Regions from separate parts of the Mus musculus genome. Here region 2 is linked to region 1. The links are chromatin contacts, called in public promoter capture Hi-C maps. All regions are on one chromosome and are shown on one strand. The core of a region is the stretch at or near the end of the contact, and the rest is flanking DNA. Distances in the headings are between cores, read along the strand shown.

The links. Capture Hi-C pulls out chosen DNA fragments and counts their contacts.
Region 2: a promoter capture Hi-C map of pancreatic islet shows a contact between it and region 1. The contact joins the promoter of Obsl1 here to the promoter of Tuba4a in region 1. A contact is called at or near these places in 2 of 39 promoter capture datasets (cranial neural crest and neural stem cells) and 3 of 9 other capture datasets (adipose tissue, liver and pancreatic islet).

The regions. Positions count from the first base shown.
Region 1 is chr1:75,216,956-75,222,864 of GRCm38.p6, reverse strand. It overlaps Tuba4a (tubulin, alpha 4A), which reads left to right and starts at 3,571. Exons shown (of 4, transcript NM_009447.4): 1 at 3,571-3,672; 2 at 5,431-5,653; 3 at 5,890-5,909. The coding sequence starts at 3,670. A630095N17Rik (RIKEN cDNA A630095N17 gene) reads left to right here. Exons shown (of 3, transcript NM_001243090.1): 3 at 2,292-2,770. The coding sequence ends at 2,405.
Region 2 is chr1:75,501,940-75,508,225 of GRCm38.p6, reverse strand. Obsl1 (obscurin-like 1) reads left to right here and starts at 1,774. Exons shown (of 20, transcript NM_178884.5): 1 at 1,774-3,013; 2 at 4,260-4,529; 3 at 4,608-4,859; 4 at 5,011-5,313; 5 at 5,971-6,267. The coding sequence starts at 2,002. It overlaps Inha (inhibin alpha), which reads right to left and starts at 1,149. Exons shown (of 2, transcript NM_010564.5): 1 at 708-1,149. The coding sequence starts at 978.

The sequences.
Region 1 (5,909 bases), core at 2,322-4,821:
AACAACAACAACAACAACAATAATAATAACAAGTCATCAGTCATAAAGTAGCATAGTCACAGGGGTTAGAAAGTGAATATGGGGAACATGGCATTATTCTGCCCACCACAGCTGTTATATGGGAACATAGGCCTGGAAGAACTCCCAGTACTAGGGTAGATTTGACGCCTGAGATTTCATACGCCTGCAGAAGAGAGCAGAGGAGCCCAAGGTGACCAACTATCTCAGACAGGCCTGTTTGTAAGGCTGACCTCCACCTGGCACCCGGGCCTCTGGTTCTCAGTGTTCTCAGCAAACACTGAGTGGATACAGAAGGATCACTGTCCACAGACTGTGTAATCAATATGGTTTGTGCCAATACTCACTTTCCACTATCCTTCAGAGATGTTGGGAAATGCTAGGTGGAGGTGCTTACACAAGCCTCCAAGAAAATCTCCAGTGGGTTTTCATGGGTACTGTGTCCCCGAGACTTAGGTATGGAAATCTGACCCAGTCGAGTGAATGAAGACAGACAGACAGACAGACAGACAGACAGACACACACACACACACACACAGGAACAGAAAATCTAGAATCAGGTGTGTTGCAGTAAATCTCTCCCAAATATGCCCTGGCAATGAAAACACAACTCAATTAATATGAATACATGCTGTGCGCCTAGATTGGGCAGATCTACCACTACACTACCATCTTCCACATCTATGGGACCCCTTAGAACTTGCGGTTTCTCGAGGTCATGTGCTTCTCTGCTTTTCTTCTTCTTCTTCCTCCTCCTCTTCAGTGTCCTCTCCCTCTTCCATTTTCTCCTTCTTCTCTCTCTACCTTCTTTTATCTGCCCAAACATCAGCTCTCCTTTATTTTACAAATTAAGGTGGGAAGCAGGTTTACAGGAAGTCACCGAGTGCTGACTCATTCCTTGTTCTCAGCCACTCAGAGGAGAATGGAATTACCATCAAATATAATTAGTCCCAGGGCTATCCACAACACAGGGTGACCATGAGCACTGTGACGGAGACTGACTACAGAAAGAACTAGAACCTGAGTGCTTTTATTATGTCCAGCACAGGCAGAGTGGTTAGGCTCTGTAGGGGAGCAGGCTCGGGCTGTACACATCCGGGGAAGCTATGGTTGCTAGTTTGGCCTATGATTCATCATCATTCATGCCTGGATCAGAGGAAGGCTTTGCTATTCCTAGCCTGACCAAAGAAAGCTTTGGTGCTCTCCCATTGGTCTGGGGTGTTGGTCCCTGACATGGCTGAACCCATGTCAAAAATACACATTAGCTCAGGGTGCCATTCACCCCCTCCATGCTCACTTGGGTCTTCTTTGGCTCCCCACTCATGGACAGACATATTGCAGGGAAATGTTCTGATGATTAAAGGAAGAGCATGCTTCCTGTGAACCCTGATGGGGATTAAAAGGCATAAACTTCCGGAGACCCTGCCTGGACCCTCCCTCCTTTGGACCCAGCTGTCCATCATTACTATATAACTGCAATCAACCATAGCCAGGAACACAAGCTGGTGAAAATTCCGAGTCCTAGGGACTCTTCTGACATGGAGGTGACTTGGAGGGTACCTCAACCCCAAAGTCCTTGATTTTTTTTTCCTATGCCAAACACCATGAAGATCCAAACAAAACCTTTCTTCTTCTGTTTGTTTGCTTTTTGCAGTTCTAGGGTCTGAACACAGGGCCTTGTACATACCTAGCAAGCTCTCTACCACTACGCCGTACCCCCTAGCAGAATAAAACATTTCAGAGAGGGACTTTGGTCTATCAGCTGCTCAATTGCAACTCCCTGAGGGCCCCATCTCTGAAGTACAACAGTTCATTGAATGAATACATGCTTATCAAATGTCCCAAGTACCATACTAAAAACCAGGGACCCAAAGAAGGACGCAGCATAGTCCTTGCCTTGGCTCATAAGCTACAGCACATACAGGTGTGCTGTGCATATACTAAGTGTGAGTGGAAGCTGTGGGGGCTCAGGTGGCTCCTTATACATTGCTCTGCTAGCCTTGTACACAATCCTGTGCCTGTCTGACCTCAAGACTGAAGTGGTTACCTCAGTTTTACAAAGAACGGAATCTGAAGGCCAAACAGGTTTAGAGTTTTGCCTAATTGTTCAGATCTTTTTCTATCCCTTGTGCCGTGTGGGTTCATAGGAAACGAGAAGATCTTCAGAGTGGCCACTGTGTCCTGTGATCATCAAGACTCATTCCTTTGCACAGACCATGACCCATGATTGCAAGCGGCTTAACCAAATGTCCGTGTCCATTTTCTTTTTACAGAGGAGACCCTCTCCCAACCATGGTGCTAGGGATCAAACCCAGAACTTCACAAATGATGACAGCATGCTACCAACCGAACTACACACTCAGCCTCTCCCAACGAAATTCTCCTAACCAGATGTCAAGGACTAGAAAGAGATCTTGTGAAATGTATTGTATTCTTTTCTATGACTTCTCTTAAGTCAAATGCCACTAGCTACTTTGTTGATAGAACGTCTGCCATTGCTGTATATATTTCGGCCTTGTGTTATGCTGACAAACAGCTCTGTCCCTAAGAAGAGAATGGAAGCCCATGCTGGTGAAATCTTTTTCAAGTGATGACTACCTTAGGAGTCAGAATTTTTATGGCCATGAAAACCAGCACCTGGGCTCCTCCTGAGGGATTTTTTTTCCGGTGGGGGTGATGTATGTCTGAGAAAGCAGAAATAGTTTTTAGAAAGGCCTGTCCTAGTACGAAATGGAAATAAAACGTAGAAAGGAGGTATCTCTTCGACTGTACAAGCCAAGAACTCAGTGACACTAAGTCACTTGCCCAAGGTTGCATAAGGCCGACCGGATGCTGTTCCAGAGGCTCCAGGTTCTGTGCTCCACCGCAGCAGGTAGGTGGTCGAGGCGGGGAGCTAACTAATAGTGACGGCGCTAATGACGGAGCCTCTGACCAGCGAGTGGCCTGGCCGGTGAAAGGTGGCAGATTCTCGCGTCGGCCCTCACAGATTGGCTGCGCCGCTCGGCTTTGAGGGATAGTCTACCGGATCGGCACCCTGGGGCTCAGGCTCTGTAGTTCTAGGTCCTCGGCCTCCTACAGGTGTGGGCGAAAGCCTACCAACTCGGCCGGGGACCAGCAGGCGGCGGTCTGCTGTAAGGGGGTCTCGGGCGACCAGTCCCAGCTGCCCAACCCGCCCGAGCCCGGGAGGCGACGCTGGGAGGACAGCGGAGAAGGCCGGGGACAGCCGCTTTTGAAGGATTGCTTGAGCTTCATCCGCCCTAAATCGGAATACCTGCACCATGAGCGTCTACATGACGCGGGTGCATTCGAGACACGCTCCGCCACCGCACCCTGCGTCTCTGCTTCGGACCTTCGGAATCCGGGACATCGGCTCAAAACTAGGAACGAATATGGGCCGCTGCTTCTAAGCCAAACCCGACAGGTGAGAGAATCCGGAGCGGCAAGGGGAGGGGATACGCCTAGGTTTCACTCCCCTGGTGGCCACCTATCCTGACGGGGATGTAGTCTTTAAACCACCCCGCCCCATGGTGGGCGGGCTGAGCGCGCAGGTCCCGCCTCCTGCCTATAAGAGCGGTGCGGCACTGCAGCTCCGCAGATCTCACCGAGACCCGTGACCCCGACTCTACGTGAGACGTACAGCCCAAACTCATCATGGTGAGTGAGGCCCCGCCAGGATCTCTCCGGTCCTATAAACAAATGTCCCGCTTCTCTGGGGGAACCTTCCACTAGAGATCTGAAGACCCTTTCCTTAGCATTCCGAGTTTCCAGGAGATGTAAGAGTTTTGCACTTCCCCCACCTCTCCCGGTGACTTTGACCTAGTGTGTTGTCCACCTTCAGAAGCTGGGGACTGAGGGAGGGTGTTTCACTAGCAGAGAGGAGCCCTTCTGTAGTGTCCTCCTGCCCTACCAAGCGTCTGTGTTCCAACCCTCCTGAGGGGAGTCACGAGGTTCCGTACCCAGTGCTCTCCTCCGGCAGCAGAAGACCTGCTCAGCTGCCCCCGCCACCCATACCCCCTGAGTGAGTCCCTGGAACTGACCGAACACGTGCCTGGCGCCGGTTGGTTTAAGGGGTTACTTGGTACCGCACCCCGTCTTCCTCCGTGTGCCTTCTTCCCATCTACACCCCCCACATGACTCAGCACCCCCTCCTGAGCCAGGAGGGGTGGCGGGAATGGGGTTCGGTCTCGGGAGGCCAGCGGGCCCCTCCTACCCGAGTGCGGGTGCTCGCGGGTGCTCGGAGAACAGGCAGAGACAGCTGGCGCTGATCGACAGCCCCGGCCTCGGCCAGGTGGCGGGGGAAGGGAGAGAGGTGTATGAAGGGGTTTGTATTTATAGCCCGGAGCGGGGGCAGAAATCCAACCCGAGCTTTCAACTGGGAAGTAACTGGAAAGACTCCAGTGGGAGAGCAGACGTAGGGCCCAGGTACAGATGGCGTTCCCCTGGCTTGTGCAGCAAGGCGGGTTTCCTCAAGGGCCTCCTAGCAGGTTCCACTTCCTTTTCTGGGTATTTAGAAATTGTCGTGCCCCACCCCGCCCCCACGCGCCATTTGGTTGTGAAAAGGGAGGCGCACAGGTTCTATAGACCTGGGCGTTGCAGGGGTTAAATTATGGACCACCTAGATGTAGCCTTAAGTTGCCAGGGCTCCAGTATGTATACCTGTATTGCCTGCCCCTGCCGTCAGCGTTTACCCGTATTATCGCTGCTATTTCCATGTGGGCTGAGGCGAGGATGGAGGTGGTGAAGCAACGCAGAGTGTGAGGGTGGAGGTGGGGAGAGGAGCCAGATGGGATTGATCCCTCAGGGCCAGATGGAACTTAAAAGTGGAGGTTCTAGCATCCTGAAGGCCAGAATGGTCAGTTGATACCAGATGGAAGGTTGAGACACCTCTTTGCCCACAGGAAAGAAGGGGAGAGGGTTGTGAGAATTTTCAAGGCAAAGATTAACCAGGGAGGAAGCTGCTGGCTATAAACTATAAAACATATTTCTAGACGCTGCACGATCTGGAAGCAACTGGAAAGTCTTCTGTCTCTCGGTGTCTATCCCTCTCTGTGTCTTTCTCTCCCTGCACCCTTATTATAATTGCTGAAGCCCTGCCTGTCAGGTGTGCATGTCCTCTCTGTCCTGTGTATCCTGTGGATGTAACAGGATTATACAGCTCTCACTTGGTAAATTCTCTACTGAGAAGTAGGCTAAGGGGTTGGTCTGCCCTGCTGGCTACCTCCAGTCTGGGGAGCCCTGTGCTGAGGAGACTGGAGAGGCTGCCAGCTGCTTCTGACCACCATGAGTCCCAACCTTACCATACTTTTACCAACTGAGTAATCTCAGCCAATAGGCAAAAGGGTGAGAAAGAACCGAATGAAGTGGGTAGTTGTGGGTAAGGACTTATGCTGTGACCTTCTCTGTATCCCTCAGCGCGAGTGCATTTCAGTCCATGTGGGGCAGGCAGGTGTCCAGATGGGCAATGCCTGCTGGGAGCTCTACTGTCTGGAACATGGGATTCAGCCTGATGGGCAGATGCCCAGCGATAAGACCATTGGTGGAGGGGACGACTCCTTCACCACCTTCTTCTGTGAAACTGGAGCTGGAAAACATGTGCCTCGGGCAGTCTTTGTGGACCTGGAGCCTACTGTAATCGGTGAGCAAGGGGGGGAGGGGTCCCCTTTTGAGGAAAGTGGAGTGTCTCTTGAAGAATGTCTTGGCTGGGTTTTTGTGATCTTTGAAGCCTCTTGGTTTATTTGAAGCTGAAGATGGATGCTGGCAGAAGGATGAGCTAGCTCTTTTATCTATCTGGCTTCAGCTGCCACTCAGTGGGTGGGGAGGGGGAAGGAGCAGAGTCAGGTGGTTTTTGCAATGTGATATATGGTTTTTCAGATGAGATCCGAAATGGCCCA
Region 2 (6,286 bases), core at 525-3,024, 290 kb before region 1:
TAAACTAACGAAGACAGAGGAGGAGGAAAAGAGAAAGAATGGAAGGGAAAGGAGAAGAGAGCAGAGGTCAGCCCTTCCCAGGGAAGTGTAGCTGCCATTTCTGGTCCAGTGGACACAGACTATGGGAAATATTATGGGCCAGCTGTAGTCAAGACTGCAATTGGGGCCGTACTAGAACACAGTCCCTCGCGTTACAAATTCTAACAACTGATCCATTCTCAAGACAAGACACTGAGGCGGCTGACAGTCAGCTAGTAAGTGGCAAGACTGGGATTCCACTTGATATGAAATCCATACTTTCGGTACTACTACTACGCTGCCTGGAGATGAAGGCAGGGAAGCGAGGAGACCTCAGAGTGAGCCAGATGGGGCTTGGGGAGAGTAGGGGGCACAAAACGCAGGACAGACCACAGGCAGCAACAGAAGCTGTCTCTACAGAGCCTTAGCTTCCCCTTTTGTATTCCAGGCATGCTAGGCTCACTGGATCAGTCCCGCTTGAGAAGTAGAGGCTACCACCTATCTGATGTTGAGGTAGAGGCTACCACCTGTTTGATGTCGATCAGAGGGGCTTAGGAACTGGCCCCTTGCCGCAAAGCCAGCTGAGTTGTGGGGCTGCCATTCATACCCAGAGCTGCCTGATTCCCAAGCCCATGAAGTAGGTACCGGCTACTCTTCAAAGTTGACCTGCCAATCCCCAACTTCATTACCTGTAGCTGGGAAAAGGATAGCCTGGGAGACATCTTCCTCCTCTGGTTCAGAGGTCCTGTGCATGAAACCCCCAACGGCATGTCTTCGAGGCAGACGCCTTATTCCAGGATCCCCACCTTCCCCATCCATTGCTGGGGGCCCCAAGGCATCTAGGAATAGAGCCTTCACCTTGGCCAGGACGAGCTCCCGGACAAGTTCGGGTCCCTGGCAGCTGTCCACATCCCGTAGGGTCAACAGCAAAAGGAGCAGCAGAGACCGCTGGCTCACCATAGTTCACTTGCCCTGATGACAGGGAACCCACACGCTGCCCTGTGCCCTTTCTGTCTAGGACCTCCCCACTGTCCCCTCCCCATCCCACTGCTGGCCTTCTTCTACCCTTCTCACCCCAGTCTCCCCCAGTCCTTCCCACGCCCCACAGTCCCAGTCGCCCCTGCCCATGGCATTGAGACCTCCTATCTCTGACGCAGATGTCTGTGGCCCTGAGCCTTATCTCCCACTCCCGCCAAGAATGTGGGGGAAGGGGCTGTGATGGGTATTCACCCCAAGTGACCTGACCCATTCAGGCAAGCATACAACCCACTCCTCAAATACACACACACACACACACACACACACACACACACACACACACACACACACATAGAATCTACATCAGGTACCACAGGTGCCTGGGTGCTTAAGGTTGACCAGTCATCAAATCATTTGTCAGAAGGACAGAATGCACCACCCCCCTCAGACTTTCTGGCGCTCTTTTCAATCCTAGCAGCTGCTAGGCCAACGTGGGAGGGTAGACCTAGGGTTGAGGCTCTGGGCCGAGGGCAGGTGGTCCCGCCTGCTCTATACTTAGCCTGGAGGAGCCAGTCTGAGCTCTTGTCCTCCAGCTGTGTCATCAGAGAATATTTTTGGGATTGGCAGCTGCAGGCGACAAAGTCACTCAAGCCCAAGCCAGGCCCGCAGTTGGAGACCTGGAGGCCGGAGGTGGGAGGGAGGGAGGAGAAAGAGGCCCAGGCTGTGGGAGGGGGCTGGAAAGAGAGACTCCCAAGAGCAGGAAGCCCGGCCGCGGGCAGTCTAGGCTGTAGGGCCCCTCGCTGAGCAGGCAAACAGGAAGGACAGCCCCCTGAGCTCTGGGCTCCCGGCCCGGGAATTGCCGCGTAGCAGGGCTGCGGCCAGGGTCCAGGGTAAAGAGGCGAGCGGTCACAGGAGTCCCACCGGTCCCGGCGCCCGCTCCGCCACGCCCTGGTCTCGGCTCCCGGCCTTCCCGCGCGCCCAGGCGAGCCATCTGCAGCGGCCGCAATGAAGGCCGGATCAGGGGATCAGGGGAGCCCCCCGTGTTTCCTACGCTTCCCGCGGCCCGTGCGGGTGGTAAGTGGAGCGGAGGCCGAGCTCAAATGCGTGGTCCTGGGAGAGCCGCCGCCCACTGTCGTGTGGGAGAAAGGCGGGCAGCAGCTGGTGGCCTCCGAGCGCCTAAGCTTTCCGGAGGACGGCGCCGAGCACGGCCTGCTGCTGAGCGGCGCGCTGCCCACCGACGCCGGGGTCTACGTGTGCCGCGCCCGCAACGCGGCCGGAGAGGCCTACGCGGCGGCCGCCGTCACCGTGCTGGAACCCCCGGCCCCCGAGCCGGAGCCCGAGTCCTCCGAGTGTCCGCTGCCAACACCGGGCACCGGGGAGGGCGCCCCGAAGTTCCTGACGGGGCCCCAGTCCCAGTGGGTGCTGCGAGGGGAGGAGGTGGTGCTGACGTGCCAGGTGGGAGGCCTTCCGGAGCCCAAGCTGTACTGGGAGAAGGATGGGATGGCCTTGGACGAAGTATGGGACAGCAGCCACTTCAAGCTGGAGCCCGGCCGCGGCGCGAGTGACGAGGGCGCGAGCCTGACGTTGCGCATCCTGGCGGCACGGCTGCCCGATTCCGGGGTGTACGTGTGTCACGCCCGCAACGCGCACGGCCACGCGCAGGCGGGCGCGCTGCTCCAGGTGCACCAGCCCCGCGAGAGCCCGCCCCAGGATCCCGATGAGAACCCCAAACCCGTGTTGGAGCCGCTCAAAGGCGCGCCCAAGACCTTCTGGGTGAACGAGGGCAAGCACGCCAAATTCCGCTGCTACGTGATGGGCAAACCTGAGCCCGAGATCGAATGGCACTTGGAGGGCCGCCCTCTGCTCCCCGATCGCCGCCGCCTCATGTACCGCGACCGCGACGGCGGCTTTGTACTTAAGGTGCTCTACTGCCAGGCCAAGGACCGTGGGCTCTACGTGTGCGCGGCGCGCAACTCGGCGGGCCAGACCCTAAGCGCGGTCCAGCTGCACGTGAAAGGTAGAGCACCGTGCTTCCAGTGCCCCCAGAGGTCCTTCTTGCTCATGTCCACCCCCATGTCCGGAGGAATATTGAATTCCAGTACACTGATGAATTTCTTAGCCAGCTACCCAGGTGGTAAAAACCACTAAGCCAAGGAATAGACTGTGTAAATCTTAACAATCCTAGAACATTCTTATCCTTTATTCTTTCTTTTAGGCCTTCTTTCCCAACTGGATTCCCATTGGTAGCAATATCTGTAAAATAATAGGAGCATGTTGTGGGAGTAAATAACTAGGGCTAAATTTATAATATGCTAATCGGTGAGAAAAAGGGGGCTGCTGTATTGAAAACACACATTTGGAGTGGAGGCTGTGTTCACAGCTTCGGGGGCCCGGAATCTGTTAGGAAGGCTGGTGCAAACCTCCCAGCAGCCACTGCTCATTCACAGGAGAGGTGGATGTGTCAGAGGAAAAACACCAGCCAGTCTGGATTCTTTTAAGTTTCAAAGAAGATGAAAGCAAAAGAGATGGGGGGGAGAGGTGACCTTACACGTTTTCAGTACCCATGAACAGAAAATCCAGAGAAAACAAGGCACTCTCGAGTCACATTGGAAGCTAAGGCTCCCCTTAATAGGACTTGACCACCACGATTTGAGGGGTTACATTTTCACTGGTGATTGCCCAACTTGTTCCTTCAAGGAAAACATGCTTGGGAAGTTCCCTTGAGTCCTGCCTGACACTTAACCAAGTGTGTGGTATCCGAGCTGTGACAGTGTCCTCACTGCGTCCTGCTCAGACTTGCCAGGCCAGTGAGAAACTGCAATGTCCTCAAGAAAGTAAAGAAACTTCTCCCAGTGGGGCCAAACCTTGTTTTCCTCAGCAAGTTAACTCTCTGGTGGTTTCCAAGTTCCGAAATATGGTTTTGAAATGCTTAGAATGCTATATTAAAATGAAATTCAATGCAGATCCTTGAAGAATTGGGAGATGCTGTGTAGTGTTAGGGACGGTTTGAAAACCACTGATCTGGTTGAATGTTTGCCGCCTCCCCTCCCCCATTTAACACATGAGCAGATTGAGACCCAGAAATGTTATAAGACGTGTCCAAGGTGATATCGGGGTCAGGCTGGGAATTAGGCCAACTAACTTAGCTGGGAATTCGGCCGCCATTCCTAGCCTGCTAGGAAGAGCAAGTATGTGTTATCCTCCTCAGCTAGTCTCTCGCTCCTGCTCCTGCTCCTGAGCCTTCTCTCCTTCTCTTTCTACAGAACCCCGCCTACGGTTCACCCGGCCCCTGCAGGATGTGGAGGGTCGGGAACACGGGATTGTGGTGCTGGAGTGTAAAGTACCTAACTCTCGAATTCCCACCGCCTGGTTCCGGGAGGACCAACGGCTGTTACCCTGCCGCAAGTACGAGCAGATCGAGGAGGGCGCTGTGAGACGCCTCGTCATCCACAAGCTGAAGGCCGATGATGATGGCGTCTATCTGTGCGAGATGCGGGGCCGAGTGCGCACTGTGGCCAATGTGACGGTCAAAGGTCAGCTGGCCAGTGGGAGGAGGCTGAGACCTGGTGGTGTCTCGTGCCTGGGCTGACGGATTCCCATCCACGTCTCAGGACCCATCCTGAAGCGTTTACCCCGGAAGCTTGACGTCCTGGAAGGAGAGAACGCAGTACTGCTGGTGGAGACTCAAGAAGCTGGGGTGCAGGGGTGCTGGAGCCGTGATGGGGAGGACCTGCCAGACACCTGCCAGAGCAGTTGTGGTCATATGCATGCCCTGGTCCTTCCAGGGGTGACCCGAGAAGATGCTGGAGAGATCACCTTCAGCCTGGGCAACTCCCGTACCACCACCCTGCTCAGAGTCAAATGTGAGAGCGTGAACACTTATAAACGGGGGCGGGGGGGGGGGGGCAGGGGCGTTGCCAGTTGCCAGTGCCTGGGTTGGGAAGGTGGATTTAAAGCAGGAGTGTTGATGGGGACGTGTACAAGGCTCAGGTGAAGATCCCACCTTTATCTTAGGTGTCAAGCACAGTCCTCCCGGGCCCCCCGTAATGGTTGAGATGTTCAAAGGCCAAAAGAACAAGGTTCTGCTGACCTGGAAGCCCCCAGAGCCACCTCCAGAGACCTCCTTCATCTACCGCCTAGAGCGGCAGGAAGTGGGGTCTGACGATTGGATCCAGTGCTTCAGCATTGAGAAGGCGGGAGCCGTAGAGGTGCCCGGGGACTGTGTACCCACCGAGGGTGACTATCACTTCCGCATCTGCACAGTCAGTGAACATGGCCGCAGTCCCCATGTCGTGTTCAACGGTTCTGCTCACCTTGGTAAGTTAACCCTTCGCCACTTATCCATCAGTATCTTTATCCAGTCATGCTCTCCGTGACCATTCTTCCCTTCTCTGACCCCCAGTCCTTATGTTCGCCCATCTTCTAGCTTTTGCCCTTTCTGGTTCTTTTGCTTTTCTCTTCTCTTCTCTTCTCTTCTCTTCTCTTCTCTTCTCTTCTCTTCTCTTCTCTTCTCTTCTCTTCTCTCCTCTTCTTTTCTTCTTTTCTTTTCTTTTCTTGGATATTTTCTTTATTTACATTTCAAATGTTATCCCCTTTCCCAGTCCCCACCCCCGAAACTCCCTATCCCATACCCCCTCCCCTGCTTCTATAAGGGTGTTCCCCCACCCCTGAATTCCCCTACATTGGGATATCTATAGAGCCTTCACAGGACCAAGGGCCTCTCTTCCCATTGATGCCCAACAAGGCATCCTCTGCTACATATGTGGCTGGAGCCATGGGTCCCCTCCATGTGTCCTCGTTGGTTAGTGGTTTAGTTCCTGGGAGCTCTGGGGAGTCTGGGTGGTTGATATTATTGTTCTTCCTATGGGGTTGCAAACCCCTTCAGCTCCTTCAGTCCTTCCTCTAACTCCTCCATTGGGGACCCCGTGCTCAGCCCTTTCTGGTTCTAACAGCCGTGCCCTGTCTCTGTTCCAGTGCCCACAGCTCGCCTGGTGTCAGGCCTGGAAGACGTGCAGGTATATGATGGGGAAGATGCCGTCTTCTCCCTTGATCTGTCCGCCATCATCCAGGGCTCTTGGTTCCTTAATGGAGAGCAGCTCCAGAGTAATGAGCCAGAGGGCCAGGTGGAGCCTGGAGCCCTGCGGTACCGCATAGAGCAGAAGGGCCTCCAGCACAGGCTCATCCTGCAAGCTGTCAAGCACCGGGACAGTGGGGCCCTGGTTGGCTTCAGCTGCCCTGGTGTGCAAGACTCTGCTGCCCTCACTATCCAAGGTTGGTAACTGGTGGACAC